Linked DNA regions of Mus musculus: region 2 is linked to region 1. The links are chromatin contacts, called in public HiChIP or PLAC-seq maps. All regions are on one chromosome and are shown on one strand. The core of a region is the stretch at or near the end of the contact, and the rest is flanking DNA. Distances in the headings are between cores, read along the strand shown.

Evidence for each region. HiChIP or PLAC-seq counts read pairs in DNA pulled down with a chosen protein or histone mark.
Region 2: a contact with region 1 is called in an H3K27ac HiChIP or PLAC-seq map of hepatocytes, with 27 times the contacts expected there. The contact joins two enhancer-like sites. A contact is called at or near these places in 5 of 15 datasets of contacts at CTCF or cohesin (CD8 T cells, the NIH/3T3 cell line, embryonic stem cells and 1 more), 29 of 484 Hi-C or Micro-C datasets (CD4 single positive thymocytes, CD8 T cells, CD8 central memory T cells and 17 more), 27 of 115 datasets of contacts at active chromatin or transcription factors (bone marrow-derived macrophages, craniofacial prominence, embryonic basal ganglia and 18 more) and 4 of 9 other capture datasets (adipose tissue, embryonic stem cells, liver and 1 more).

What each region holds. Positions count from the first base shown.
Region 1 is chr10:21,439,226-21,446,064 of GRCm38.p6, reverse strand. No RefSeq gene overlaps it. Among named protein-coding and RNA genes, the nearest start is that of Aldh8a1, 65 kb to the right of the region's middle. Within about 2 kb of position 1,609, at least 23 of the 459 cell types and tissues checked have an H3K27ac peak or open chromatin away from gene starts, as enhancers often do. A contact at or near this core is called in hepatocytes and liver, where this site is marked.
Region 2 is chr10:21,999,273-22,005,868 of GRCm38.p6, reverse strand. Sgk1 (serum/glucocorticoid regulated kinase 1) reads right to left here. Exons shown (of 14, transcript NM_001161845.2): 14 at 5,966-6,596. Among named protein-coding and RNA genes, the nearest start is that of Gm34267, 56 kb to the left of the region's middle. Within about 2 kb of position 5,153, at least 39 of the 459 cell types and tissues checked have an H3K27ac peak or open chromatin away from gene starts, as enhancers often do. A contact at or near this core is called in hepatocytes and liver, where this site is marked.

The sequences.
Region 1 (6,839 bases), core at 360-2,859:
ATAATTAAAATATATAGAGAATTTTTACATATACATATAGTTGTATGTGTGTATGTGTGTGTGCTTTAATTCTAGAATTGACAATAAAGCCAACTCAGCTAAAGTTGTAATTTTGTCCTTGGAAAGGACATTTAAACTTTGCTACAACACTGGAAGTTGATATTTCAATTGCTTTCATTTTACTGTCAGGAAACGGAATCCCTGTGAAGATTTCTAGGCCGCCTGGAGGCACATGACTGCCAAGTTCTTAGTGGCTGCAAAACCCGGGCAGAGACTCACACCCTTTACTACAGCTCACCCCTCCCTGGGGTCTTAGAGCTCCTAGGCTGAGCATAGCCATGAGTTTCGTTTATTTGAAAGACACAAAGTCATCAAGAAAAGCTAGGGCAGGAGGTGCCTTCCCCTGTTGCCCTTGCTGCAGCCCTGGCCATCCCACCGAGTTCTTCGACATCACAATGATTGATAAGCCCTTGAGATGGATCTTCTTTGAGCCGTTTGCAGACTAAATTCCAAAGACAGCAGAAAACTTTGGTGTTCTGAGCCCTGCAGAGAAAGGATTCGTATCTAAAGTTTCCTTCTGTCACACAGTTGTTCCAGGATCCATGTGCCAGGGTCATGACTCCACACAGCATAATGGCACTGGTGGCAGGTCACTTTGCAAGAAGAAATCTAAAGATGAGAGTTTCATCCTGCAGCATACAGGTCTTGTCCATGGCAAACACTGATGCAAACACAAATGGTTCTGTTGTTCACTGCTAAGACTGTGGCTGGTCTTTGGGAAGGTGAAAGAAGTGGGAGTGCATCATTGTGGAATCCATGGAGTGTTTGGGATCTAGGGAGGGCAAGATCTGGAAGAAAATACCCATTGCTGACAGTGGACAGTTCTAACCCTTTTGACCTGCAGGATCTTACCCGCCATTCTTTCTGTAGCTCTGGAAAGTGCCCCCACCCCGTCTGCTCACAAGCTCCTGGAATCTCTGCTTTTCCCTGACAGTCTTTGGCTTTCATATTTTCCTCATTTCCCACCCCCCAAGTCCAGCAGGATTGCAGAGTCAAGGTTATGAACTTAAAACTACATATGAAAAAATAAAGAGGAAAATTAGAACACTGGAAATATCTATTTTGAAGTAGTCGGCAAAATAGAAAACTGTTGTTTCTATATATTGTTAACTCAAAACGAAAGTTATTCTAAATCCCTAAGGGGACTCACTTTCTTTCATTGAGAAATCAATGTATATGATTTAAAAACAATAAAGCAATATGAATGCTGTTTGCTTCTTACAAAGGACTGATGTGGGTGGTGTGTGCACACATTGATCGTCGAGGTCACGGTACAGAGACAGCTTGCCAATATTGCATCAGAAATGAGGGCCGTGCTAGCTTGCCTGCTCCAGCTGCGAGGACCACTCCAGGTGTCTCCGGTGGGAGAGCTCTACCACACAGACCAATCTACGGTGAGAGATGCCTGTGGGCCCCAGCTCAAAGCAAACAGAAGCCCGTGTAGGTTGATATTGACGTCAGCCACACCACTGGCATGACAGCCAGGAGAGCTAATCTGTTTGTACAGATAACCTTTGCTGCAGACCCAGCCTATGCCAACATTTAGATTGGGCCACCCTCAGCTCCTCCACCAACATGACCTCTCACCACTGTGTTTTGGGTGGCCAAACTGTAATGACCTTAGTTGAATGCAGAAAGAGCCAAGCCCTGCAGTCTATGTATCAATGCTAAAGCAAGATGGTGAGGCAGGGATCCCAGCTGTGTGACCATGAAGGAACTAGTCCTGGATCCTCCTCTGAGCCTCGGGTCCCTTGTCTGTAAGCTGGAAGAGTGTGCTAGCACTCACTTCAGGAGAGGGAGCAAGGGCTGCATGGGTGGGCACACCAGCAGAGGCTGGCGTACAGGAAGCAAAAGCTGCCATTTTTACCTTCCCAAACATTCAAGAAGCCTTACCCCTCTCCTCCCTGTGCACACACCCACCAGCTTAGGCTTCCATGTCTCCAGAGACTCATTTATTTGCAACCTTTCATACAAACGGAATAATATAACATGTAGCTTTTCCTTTTAAGAAGATGGAATGGAACCAGAAAGCCTTTATATTTTACAAGGCACAAAGCAGGCTCCACCACCCCTCCCCCAGAAGACCACAGCATCAGCCGCTTCCCCTCACAGGCACAGCCTCTCAGTGGGCTGACAGGAGGAGGCTCAGCCTGATTTGGAGTTATGAAACATTTTAAGCACTGAAGCTCATTTCCATCCCACGGATTACAACAGGCCGTCTGTCCCACAACACTTCCACAGAGGTTTCAGGACGCCCCTCAGGACAGCCTCTCATTACTGGCTAATTATGTCCCCTGCTAGGACATGAATTCCTTCAGCTCTGACCTTCAGGAGGGGCCTTCGGATAGAAATAAGAAATGTTTCTTCAAACACGGGGTAGTCCCAGGCTAAGACTCTCCACGTGTTTACAGCCTAACAGTAGCGAGCCTTGCTTTTAAACACAGTCAGGCCATCTTTTGATCAGGAGAGTGCCATTGAATTACTTCTAGAAAGAAAAACCAAATATGGCTTAGAGAGGAAGAAGTCATGTGGCGTGAAAGCCATTTCAATTTCGTTCCTGATTTGAGAAGAAAGACCGGTATGCTTCTAAGAGTCTCAGAATCTTGCCATCTTCTGGCACGTAGTCCTGGAGATCACTGAGTGGAGGGCAATTGGCCACAGCTACGGGTCCAGCTAGGAATTAAAAACAGTAACAGCCCACGGCCAGTGAGCTACAGAGAGCAGGCAGGAGCAACATAGCACTGTAGACACCGTAGGCAACTCCAGATCTAGTGTTAGGGAAAAGCACTAGGGTTCATGGAAAACATGCTGCATCCAATTACATTACGCAACTGAAGCTTTGGGGCACCTAAGCATAATTTACTATGAAAATTTGTTTTATAGATATTTCCGTGGTAAATTATGGAACTAAATAATTTTATTCAGAAGTATATAATAAAGAGGGCAGTGGATCTGGGACTCAAAATACCTAAAGCAAACCATGGCTCAATCATTCCGTCTCTTTGTACCTTAGATAAATGTCAGCTTGGTCTTTCTCCACTTCCATTGTAAGATAGCGGCACTCCCAGTTCTAAGACTTCACTGACATCTAGTTTCACCAATGAGCTGATACTAGTTCTGACACAGCCTTGACCTCTCCCAGAGTCAGGATGAATTCCAAGAAGTAGAAAACAAGTCATGGCCCCTGTTCCTCTAGCTTGAGAATTAGATAGAATTTCCAGAAAGGCACGGATTGCTAGCCACTTGTAAGTATGATAAAATAGGAAGCATTTTTAATGAAGCAACGTCCTAAAGAAAAACAATGTGCTGTCCCCCTTGCTGTCAGTCACAGGGGCAGGGGTGTCCTGATGCCTCTCTAGGAAAGCCACATCCCCTTGAAGGTGCGAAGCCTCAATCTTAAGCTGGCCCAATCTTTGAGCAGCCCAGAGGAACAACCAGCAGAGAAATAAACAGGCGCTGTTTACCGCTCGTACCTGAGTGAGAGAGGCTGATTATAACGTGGGGCATTTTTGTGGGTCACACACTGGCCCTGGAGAAGGTTGTTTTGTTATGAGTGGACTCGGCCACTGGCTGATGGTGAGGACTCCACTGCCCTGTGGTTTCTAGGGTTACAGGCATCCTCAGAACCAGTGGGATTTCTTTCTTCTAGGTCAGTCTTTTTTAACCAAAGGACTTCATGGTCTCTGGACACTCTGGAGAGGTTACATTACTCTGTGGCCCTGTCTGAAAGGAATATTGAGATCCCATTGGCAAACTATAACCACTCATAAGGCTGGGCAGTGTCCTGTTTCATAGCTTCAGAGAAATTAGGTTACAACACACAGAGAAAAATTCAAGAATGGGCCTACAAATCGAGCAGTTTACATACATGCATATTTGGACTCCCTTTTGTGAATCAACACAGATTGCATTTCCAGCTTACAAAGGGTGATCTGCACCAACAGAACCGATGAGATCAAATCACCCAGGTTCCCTTTCTATCATTGGGACTTTTTTTTTTTTTTAAACTGGAGTTTGTTTCCCAATCCATGTGAACAAAGTGAGAGACATCAGCTTTCATTGTAGCCAAAATATTTTGCAGGAGCTGATGAAAAAAAAAGTCATCATGAGGTAAGGTAACAGGGTACACACGATGTCATCACAAGGCCATGTAGAGTTGAAGCTAAACAAACAGCTCTCTCGGTGGCCTGGGCTAAGTGCTCTCACTTTATTTACAGGGAACAGAATTCCTACGCTTATAGACACTCTCTCACTACAAATGCTCAAAATTTAAAATCTCAACTTTCTTGCTTGTGTTCTTAAATTTGTATCTCAATACGTACCGGGTGTGCACTCTAACCCTAGATTCATGACCACAGGAAGGAAATCTCAGGGGTTCCCTGTGGGGCTAGTGGTGGGTTCACATACGTCACAGGGAAGCAGGATTTGTGGTATTTTTACATAAACTGTTACGTACTTTGCAAAGAATCAGGGAAAAACTTATTTTTAATTAAGCATTCCAATAGTCAATAGAGCAAAGGTGGAAAGTGCCTGTTAAAGAGACGTTTGCAAACTGTCCTCACTGATTGCTATTTTATCTTTCTCCTAGGGCCCAGAGGTGGGGGTGAGGACATCTGTTTGTTACACATGAACATGGGAGTGAGCCCACGCTGTCATTTTGAGTGCTTTCAAGAGACGCATCTGTAATTTGGAGCAAGGCTGGATGCCTGCGTGCCTGTCTTCCTACTGAGATCACAGATGGCACCTCTTGTTTTCTACAGCCAAGAATGCAATAACAAGAGGACAAGAAACCAGACACCCTGCGTAAACTCAGGCTGCCCTTTGGAACCAGATAACCCTCCCTTGAGTAGGACTCTCAGCACACTGGAAGCTGTTCAGTCCATCTCTGCTTCTTCCTGGGTGCCAATAGCAATCCACTTGTCATGAAAAACAACTTTCCCAAATGTCTTCAGACATTTTCAGATATTCTAGGGAGCCAAACCACTCTTGTTTGACAACCATTGCAGGAGTAAGGTCAACAGGAGGATCTGAAATGGATTTCTAGTTATTACAATGGGGGGAAAATCACGTTTTAAGGCTACTGAGATGGTTCAGTGGATAAGGATGCCTGCACAGCCCTGACACCTAAGATTAGTTCTCAGAACACATAATGGAAAAAGAGAACTGACTTCTGAAATTTATCTCCTGACCTCCCCACATGGTCTACGACACACAAACTCACAAGTCCCTCTCTCTCTCCCTCCCTCCCTCTCCACCTCTCTCCCTCCTGACACACACACATTTTGCATTTAGACAGAAGACCAGAGTGGTTTGAGCAGAGCACTTGCAGCTCCTCTCCCAGTCTGGAAACACAGCTATCTGGTTCTGCAAGTTTCTGACTTACCTGAAAGGTAGAGGGTTTTCTAGTTGAAAAATCAACAGAATCCTAACCGACTGCTGGACTAAATAATGACACCGGTCCAAATAACATTGGGGGTATTCTAGAACATGTCACTGATAGAAATTGGAAAGGAAACTCACTTCTTGACATTGCTGAGCCAATTCCATCAAATCGATGGCTGCTTTGTGCGTTCCAACCCTGTCACTCATAACATGGACACCTGTGTTTCACAATGTGCCTTAAAGATGCAATAGATGGGATTCTGGGTCTAGATGTTTGGACGAGTCAAAGGGCCTCTTCACACCATCTCTGTCCTTCCTGTCCACCCGGCACACAGGCATGCACATACTTCTGAGAGCTTTATTAATCTAGATTTCTATCTTCTCCATAGCTATAAACTTTAACTGTGGTCATAGCTTGGTTTTGCTGCTGCTGTTGTTTCGTTGGTTTGGCTGTTTGGGGGGTGTTTTGTGTGTTTTCTTTGAAACAAGAACTCAAGTGTAGCCCAGGTTGATCTCAAATGCATAGCAACAACCCCCCTACTTCAGCCAATTGCTGTAGTGGCTGGTTAAAGGCGTCAGGAATCTTTCTCTTCAAAGAGCTCTTCAGACAGAAGCTGAGCTTGTGAGACCTCATACTTTTCCTCCTGGAGGGGTATTCTTAGAGCAGACTCTGAAACCACCAACAGAAAGGGGCATTTAACCCTGAAAAGTGTAGTTATTAAAGGCAACAGAAAATGTAATAATATGAACATTTTAAGGTCAAAATGACTACCTTTGTACATAGTAAATTCTCAATTAGCTTCAGGTGGAGGGGAAACAGTTCTCAAAGACACACAGAGACTAACATTGTATGAAAGAACAACTTTTTCCGGCTTTTCGAGTACAAAAAAAAGTCCCGTCATGAAAATTCTGCGTATTTCCAATTTATAATCTGTCTCCCTTAACTTCAGTTTGATGTCTTCAGTGAATACCAATTCTTTACTATAAGGAGTCATGTCTTAACTTTAAACTGTACAAATACTACATTGCATTCTTCACTTGCCAATCCAGAACTAGCCTGTCTGTGGAAGTGTCCGTAGCCCCAACATGACTGCCCTCTGTCAGTGAGTCAAATTAGTCCTTCAGGCTTTATGTGGTTCCTCTCTGAAGACATTGTTCTTGACAGACAGGAATCTTCTTTAAATATACTGTTTTGTTATGTTAACTTAGTTTCAAATGTCTCCTGAGTATCTCTGCATGTAAGGCTGTGGCCCTAGATAAAACACCTCAGAATTTACAGTGGATCTATGGCTTTCACTCTGAATTCTCCTTGAGCCATTTCAGTAAATTGGTTACAGATGACAGAGTCCTCAAACACAAGACAGTTCCCCCTGTATGTTCTAATTTCTGTGTATAGG
Region 2 (6,596 bases), core at 3,904-6,403, 560 kb before region 1:
GGAGAAAGGGGATGGGAACACTTGGAGGATAAGGAAGATAAATATGATCAATAAAGATTGTATACATGTGTGAAAATGACGTAATGAACCCCATTATTACATATAAATAGCATAGGCCAGTGAAAACTCTAAGATATCCCATCACTGTTCCTTTGGGGGGGCGCTTACAGGTAACTCTGGGGTTTGGTGGTGGATGCTGTAAGAGGCTCGCCTGCTAAACCCTTTCATTTAGGTCTTAAACTGTAACTTGATTCTTGCCCGTATGATAGATTGGCGGTGAACCGGGCTAACACTACCTCCTGCCTGTAATTCACTGCTTTAGTTCAGGTTAGCTCGTGACTTTGGACTCTAGAATTCTATGGCATGAGTCAGAAATGATTAAGAAAAAATAGCAAGAGAATCCATACCTGTCTGAGGAGCTGCTGGCAGTTAATGGCTGCAGAAGTTACTCTCCTCTGGGGTCATGGCCAATAGCAGGCTGCTCATGTTCCGTGCAACAGCACACAATCACTCTCATGAGCAGCAGTAACTTGACTGCTGCTTGAACAATAAAAGACTGGGCAATTGTTAGAAAGATGGGATGAGTGTCCTCAGGGAAGGTAGAGAGCGGTGGGGTTGGACAGACATGATCAACATATGTTGTACACAAGTATATGATTTTCAAAGGATTAATAGCTTTGTTTAAAAGGCAGAAAAGCAACATTTATCAGAAGTCATATTAAAACCCAGACCTGATAAACCGACAGCCACTCACCCTTTCTATAAAAATGTGTACGTGAAGTACCCTGCCTTCCTGGTAATGACCCTTGGTCTACCCTTCACAGAAGTGCCTGTCTGCATTTATGCCTTCTACTGAACAGAGTGTACTTTGTGTGGTCATGATACATCATCTTCTGCTTGCCAGGACAAACCAGGTGGGGCCCGGACAGAGGACACAGAAGAAAGGAAACACAGAACCCTGCCCATCAGACACTATAGTTTCCAAGGTGTCCAAACACACACGGACATCTGCCTGGACACAATGTAACAGATAAACTCTTAGTAAATACTGACATCACTCCCTGCTTCGTGCTGGAGCCCTTCACAGGAGAATAAGTAGAAAGCAAGGCCTCATGCAAGTTAGCCATCTTGCAATTTAAAGACTGTCTTGGCCACTTTAGCCAAGGCTAGAACATGTTTAAGCCACAGTAGAATCCAATTGTTCAGTTTTGTGTTTAGATAATTAGTTAACATTTTTCTTGCAGTGAGAGAAACACTTCAATAATTTATCAAATCGGGCTTGCCAGATTCCAGCCAGCATGCTTCTTTTACGGTTCTGTTTACCACCTGAAAATGTGTTACCATCATTATGTCCCATGAAAAAAACAGTCACACAGTGGATACAATAGAATTTGATGGATGAAGACAAATGGGATAAGGTAGTGATGGACTACAGTCTAACCTTTTGCCTTTTGCCAGTTAACTTGATTGGTTATTGATCAGCTGGGTGGCTGGCCTTTATCCTGGAGGCTGTTGCGGCTGTGACAAACACTTTGATTAGTAGAGCACATTTAATTAAGGAAATAATAAATAAGTTTTGCACTGGAAGCGCCCTTCTCCCTCTGTCTCCAAGGCTCCCGTCAGGTTGGGCTCCTTAAAGATGCCCACTCTTTTTGCTTTATGGGCCACCATGGCTTCGATGGCTGTGTCAAGGCTCCAGAAGGCTCCCGTTAAAGCACCAATGCCAACTGCTGTCTAAGTCACCGTCTTCTTAGGGAGAACTGTCTTGCCTTCCTATCACTCGCTTCCCATTCCTCAGGTAAAACTCTACTCTCCTTCACTCCCTTCGGAATCTCAACTTCTCCTCCTGTGTGCTGTCCATGAACAGAAGAGGTAGACTCCCCATCCTGAGAGCATGGTACTCTCCATCATGTTTATATCTTCTTCCCCTAAAGTCTAGGAAAGAGGAAAAGTTAGAACAGGCGATGGTGGGGAGGGTGACTGTTAACAGTCTTCAAAATCCTGATTCCTCCTCCACAGCACTGGCCGCATTTCCCCTCCTGGAAAAACAAGGTAGGAGAGGCTGGTCCCGGTTTCTGCTTGCCTCAAGACAGAAAGCTGATCAGTAGAACTGATTAGGACCCAGCTTTGTCAGAGTCGCTTCCTCTGGCAAAGGTGCTATTGATTCCACCCACTACCACTATCACCACAATCACCACCATCACCACCACCATCACCACCACCACTGCCATTACCACCATCACCACCTCCGCCCTTACCACTGCCTTCCCTACCATCACCCAGAACTTCCTTTTCTCTGCCTCACTTTCACAGTCTCCCTACTTGAGTCTCCAGTTTCCCAAACCTCACGTTCCTAAGAGTCTGCGTTTAGCCCCAAGGCTGTCTCTAGATTGGGTAAAGTATTCCTTTGATGTGTCCCTTTAATAGCCTGTTTTCATGGCAGCTCATGTTTTATTAGCATCTTTATTGTTATATAACAGATGTAGAGGAAAGTGTGTGGTGGTGTACTCCTATAATTCCAGCACTTGGGAGGCTGAGACAGAAAAATTACCATGAGTTCAAGGCCAGCCTAGAGTAGTCTGAGATGTAGATTGGAACCCTGTCTCAAAAATCCAGCCAACCAAAAAAAAAAAAAATCCAGCCAACCAAAATAACATAAAATAACAAAAAAGTACACATGCTATGCAGTACCCAGCCTGATCTTGACCAAATATCAAAACTCGAAGTGGTACCCAAAGCCTGTCCTCACATTCTCTTGGCCATTAGACGTTCACTCCAAGAATAAGTCACATCCTTGCCTCCAAATCAGGTCACCCTGCTTTCCTGCTTGTCATGTTTATAGAAGTCAAGTCGCGTGCTGTCATTGCTGTCTGTGAGATTTCTTTCCTGATACTTGGAGGAGTGATTCTTCTCTGTTGTATAGTATTCCACTATGTGACAGCCATTGATTTATTCATTCTATGATTAGTGTCAAATTTGGAATGCTCTATCTTAGAGCACACACACACACACACACACACACACACACACACACACACATATACCAGTTACATACATATTCATCTTGTTCGTAATGCTGAACACATTTCTAACATGGCAGCCTAGTTTATCTCCACAGTGCATGTGGTTTGGCTACTGTATCTCACCAGCCACCAGTAGAATAGTATCTGCAGAGCTTCTCTCTTCTCCCCATCTCATCGGCCAGTAGAATACAAGGTAGCAGCACCTTTGCAGGGTTATTTAATTTGGTGAACTCTCATAGAAATAGCCAACAAATGTGTCTCTGTCTGTCTTAGACCTCAGGCAGCAGGGCAGGCTTTGTGAACAAAGTGCCATGGTTTCATTTGGCTGAACTGACTACTAGCAGACTACCTTCCTACAGTTTCTTGGCCTTTGATGTCACTGTTGTTATTATGAAGGAAGAATAGAACATAATGTTTGCATGGAGTCAGAGCTCAATGGGACCAGCTGATGGCTAGCACTGTCTCAGCTAGCAAACCCTCATCCCAGGAATGCTTCCAGAACTTCTGTTGATTAGTATGACTCTTAGGGAGTCCCCTGTCCCAGATTTCACGGGGGCCTCAGGGCTTCCACCGTCCCCTTGATTCCACATTCACTATCTCCTGTGTGGCTATGAGTGCGCATCATGCGGTGTCTCCTCAAGGATGTGGCACATCATTCAAGGAGAATGTCTTACTCTTCATGGTAGCAGAGGATCAACTCATTGAAGCTTAGTGGATCAGCTGAATAAATTGTCCCAAATTCAGATGAGTAAACCCATACCTGGGGAGCTATGAACATACAAACTGCTCCCTTCCTCTTTCCCTCCCTTCCCTTCTCTTTCTTCCTTCCGTCCCTTCCTCCCTCGCCACCCCCATTCTCTTTCGAGCCACGGAATCTCTTTCTATAGTCCAGACTCCACTCTGCTGCCTCCCAAGTGTGAGGATGTGGAGCATATTTGGCCACACCTGAGCCAATTGTCCCCTTTTCCACCTCAGTGGCTTAGCCTCTGGGAACACGTTGGCAGGGACATGCCCCACTCCTGTAGATAAGCAATACCTTGGCACATGTGGTACTTGGCATCAGAACACTTAGCAAATATTTGCTGTTTGTCTATTGATCTCTTGTTCCTTCTTGACTGCCCTGTTCCCTTCCTGCACAACTGTGCTGATCCAACCTCTCATTTGTTTGATAGCACTTGGGATACCTCTGGAATCTTTCAGTTCTAGATAAATTCATATCTGTGTGGAGTGATTGACTACACCCCAATAAATCATACTTCCAACTAAAGAAAAAGAAAACAAAATAACCAAAGAAATAGAGACCTTCAAGTCAGGCAAATTCTAGAACTTGACAGAGGCAGAAGGATCAGGAGTTCAAGGCCATCTGTAACTGCATGACATGTTTAAGGCCAGCTTGAACTATGTGAGATCTCATCTTTCAAAAAGCAAAAGAGGCCAGGATTAGAGGAGCAGGCCTTTAATTCCAGCACTCAGAGACATGTATCTCTGAGTTTGAGGCTAGCTTGGTCTATTCCAGAACGGCCAGGCCTACATAGACTTTATCTCAAAATCAAATAAAAAATATATATAAAGAAAACCTCAAAAACAAAATTAAAAACCCAAGCAAAAGACACATTCTAATTCACAACTGGGTCCTCTGGGAACCCAGTGAGATCATAGACCTTTGCGATCATAGCCTCTGAGGACAGTGGAAACATTTTTGTTCAAGCAATGGTTTGTAACTGATGTTGCCATTGAGAATGTGGGGGAAGGAGGGAGCCCTCCGCCTAAAGCTGGCAGCACCTTTCCCTGGAGAACAGTCTGACATTCTTCTTGTTGTTTGGGTTTGGTAGGGAATTTAATACACAGCTGATGCCCAGTACAACTGCATCGTGCAATCTGTGGCCACTGGGAGCTGGCAGTCTTCCTCTCATTGAATGTCGTTCCTTCAGTGCACTCCACAAGACATGCTGGATAAGGGAAGGGGGGGGGGGGGCTAAGTGGAGACCTTCAATGAGTCAGAAGAGGGGAAAGGTCACAGCTTCCCCTTGGGGGAACTATATACAAATGGGGGGGAGGGCGGTGGACCAGATGAAAAGCTGCACGTGACAGCAGGATCCACTGGGCATCCCTTGAGCGTTCATGCGCAAGGTCCAGAGGATGGGGCTTGAGAGGATTGCCTGACGGTGTTAATTCCTAGCTGGACAGACCTTGGAGTGCTCTGTAGGACAGACTCACAACCTGGTGGCCCTTGAGTTGCTAGCTCCACTGATTTAAGCAGGTACTGGGTTCCTTTCTCCTGAGCCTGTTCTGGGATAGTTTTTTGGGAACTCGGGCACTTATGAATGTGCCATGCCCTCTTTGGTGACACCCTACGCTATGGTCCAGACCCTCCCTTGAGAGCAATGACCTATATCATGTCTCTAGCAGTCAGAGCAGAGCTCAGCCCCAAGTACTCATATTTGTTAAAAGAATTACCTGTCACTTGTTAAGCCAAATGTAAGGACAAGCTGTCCATAGGACCTCACTAGACAGTCAACACAGGGAACATTATTGATATACAATGCTATTTTATTGCATTGTTTGGATGGATTCATGACTGGCCGCACAGAGACTTGGGGAAAATGCAGACTATGTTCTCAGTGCTGGAAATCCAGCCCAGACCTTCACATGCTAGGGAGTCCTCCACCAGAAGTTACGAGCCAGCCTCAGTAAACTACGACCCGACCCTCCCTGAACAAAGAAACCAAAAAACTGGGCAAACTGAGCTGATCTTAATTCTTCCATCCAGGCTGTCCCCAATTCATAATCCTCCTGCATCAGCCCTGCTTAAGTGATGGAGATGGGATGGAAATTGTGTGCTACTATACTGAGCTTACCAAAAGTATGTTCACATTGATCCATTATTTTCCCCCCTCCTAAATCCAGTTTATCAATATATACAAAGTTAACACATGACACAATTTATGCAAATAGTTTTCAAGATTTTATTGCAAACCAAAATTGGTTTATCGCACACAAAAAAAGTTGTGTGGTAAGGAGGAGGAATTGTACATATTATAACCCATGTTAATTACAGTACATTAAAATGATGGTTTACAAATAAGCCTGTAAGTTTAAATATCTAGTGTTATAACCCAATGTACAGACTTCCTTTACACGATACATACAATAATCAGGAATGCAAAAGAATATGAACAAAGGGAAAAAAAACATAAATAATGCCCGTTTTATAGGTGACATTTTAAACAATGAAAACACCAACGGCTTTGACTGACAACTGGGGCATTGGTCCATAAAAACCCTTTCTAAAAATAGAAATATTTGTAGCAGCAATGCTTTCCTTAAGCATCTGAATGCTCGTCATTGCAAGACCGTTTCAATAGGTTTTAGTTATTAACTATATCTTACAAAACAGTCTACACATAAATTTATCTTCCAAATGTGGAAGAAACAAACAATGTCCCACATTGTAGTGTCCTGCAAGTGTCACATTGATGCTCACAACAAAACCGTCTGTGATCAGGCATAGCACACTCACGCCACTGCACACACGGGAAATCCGCCAAGGGAAAAACAAAACAAAACAAAAAC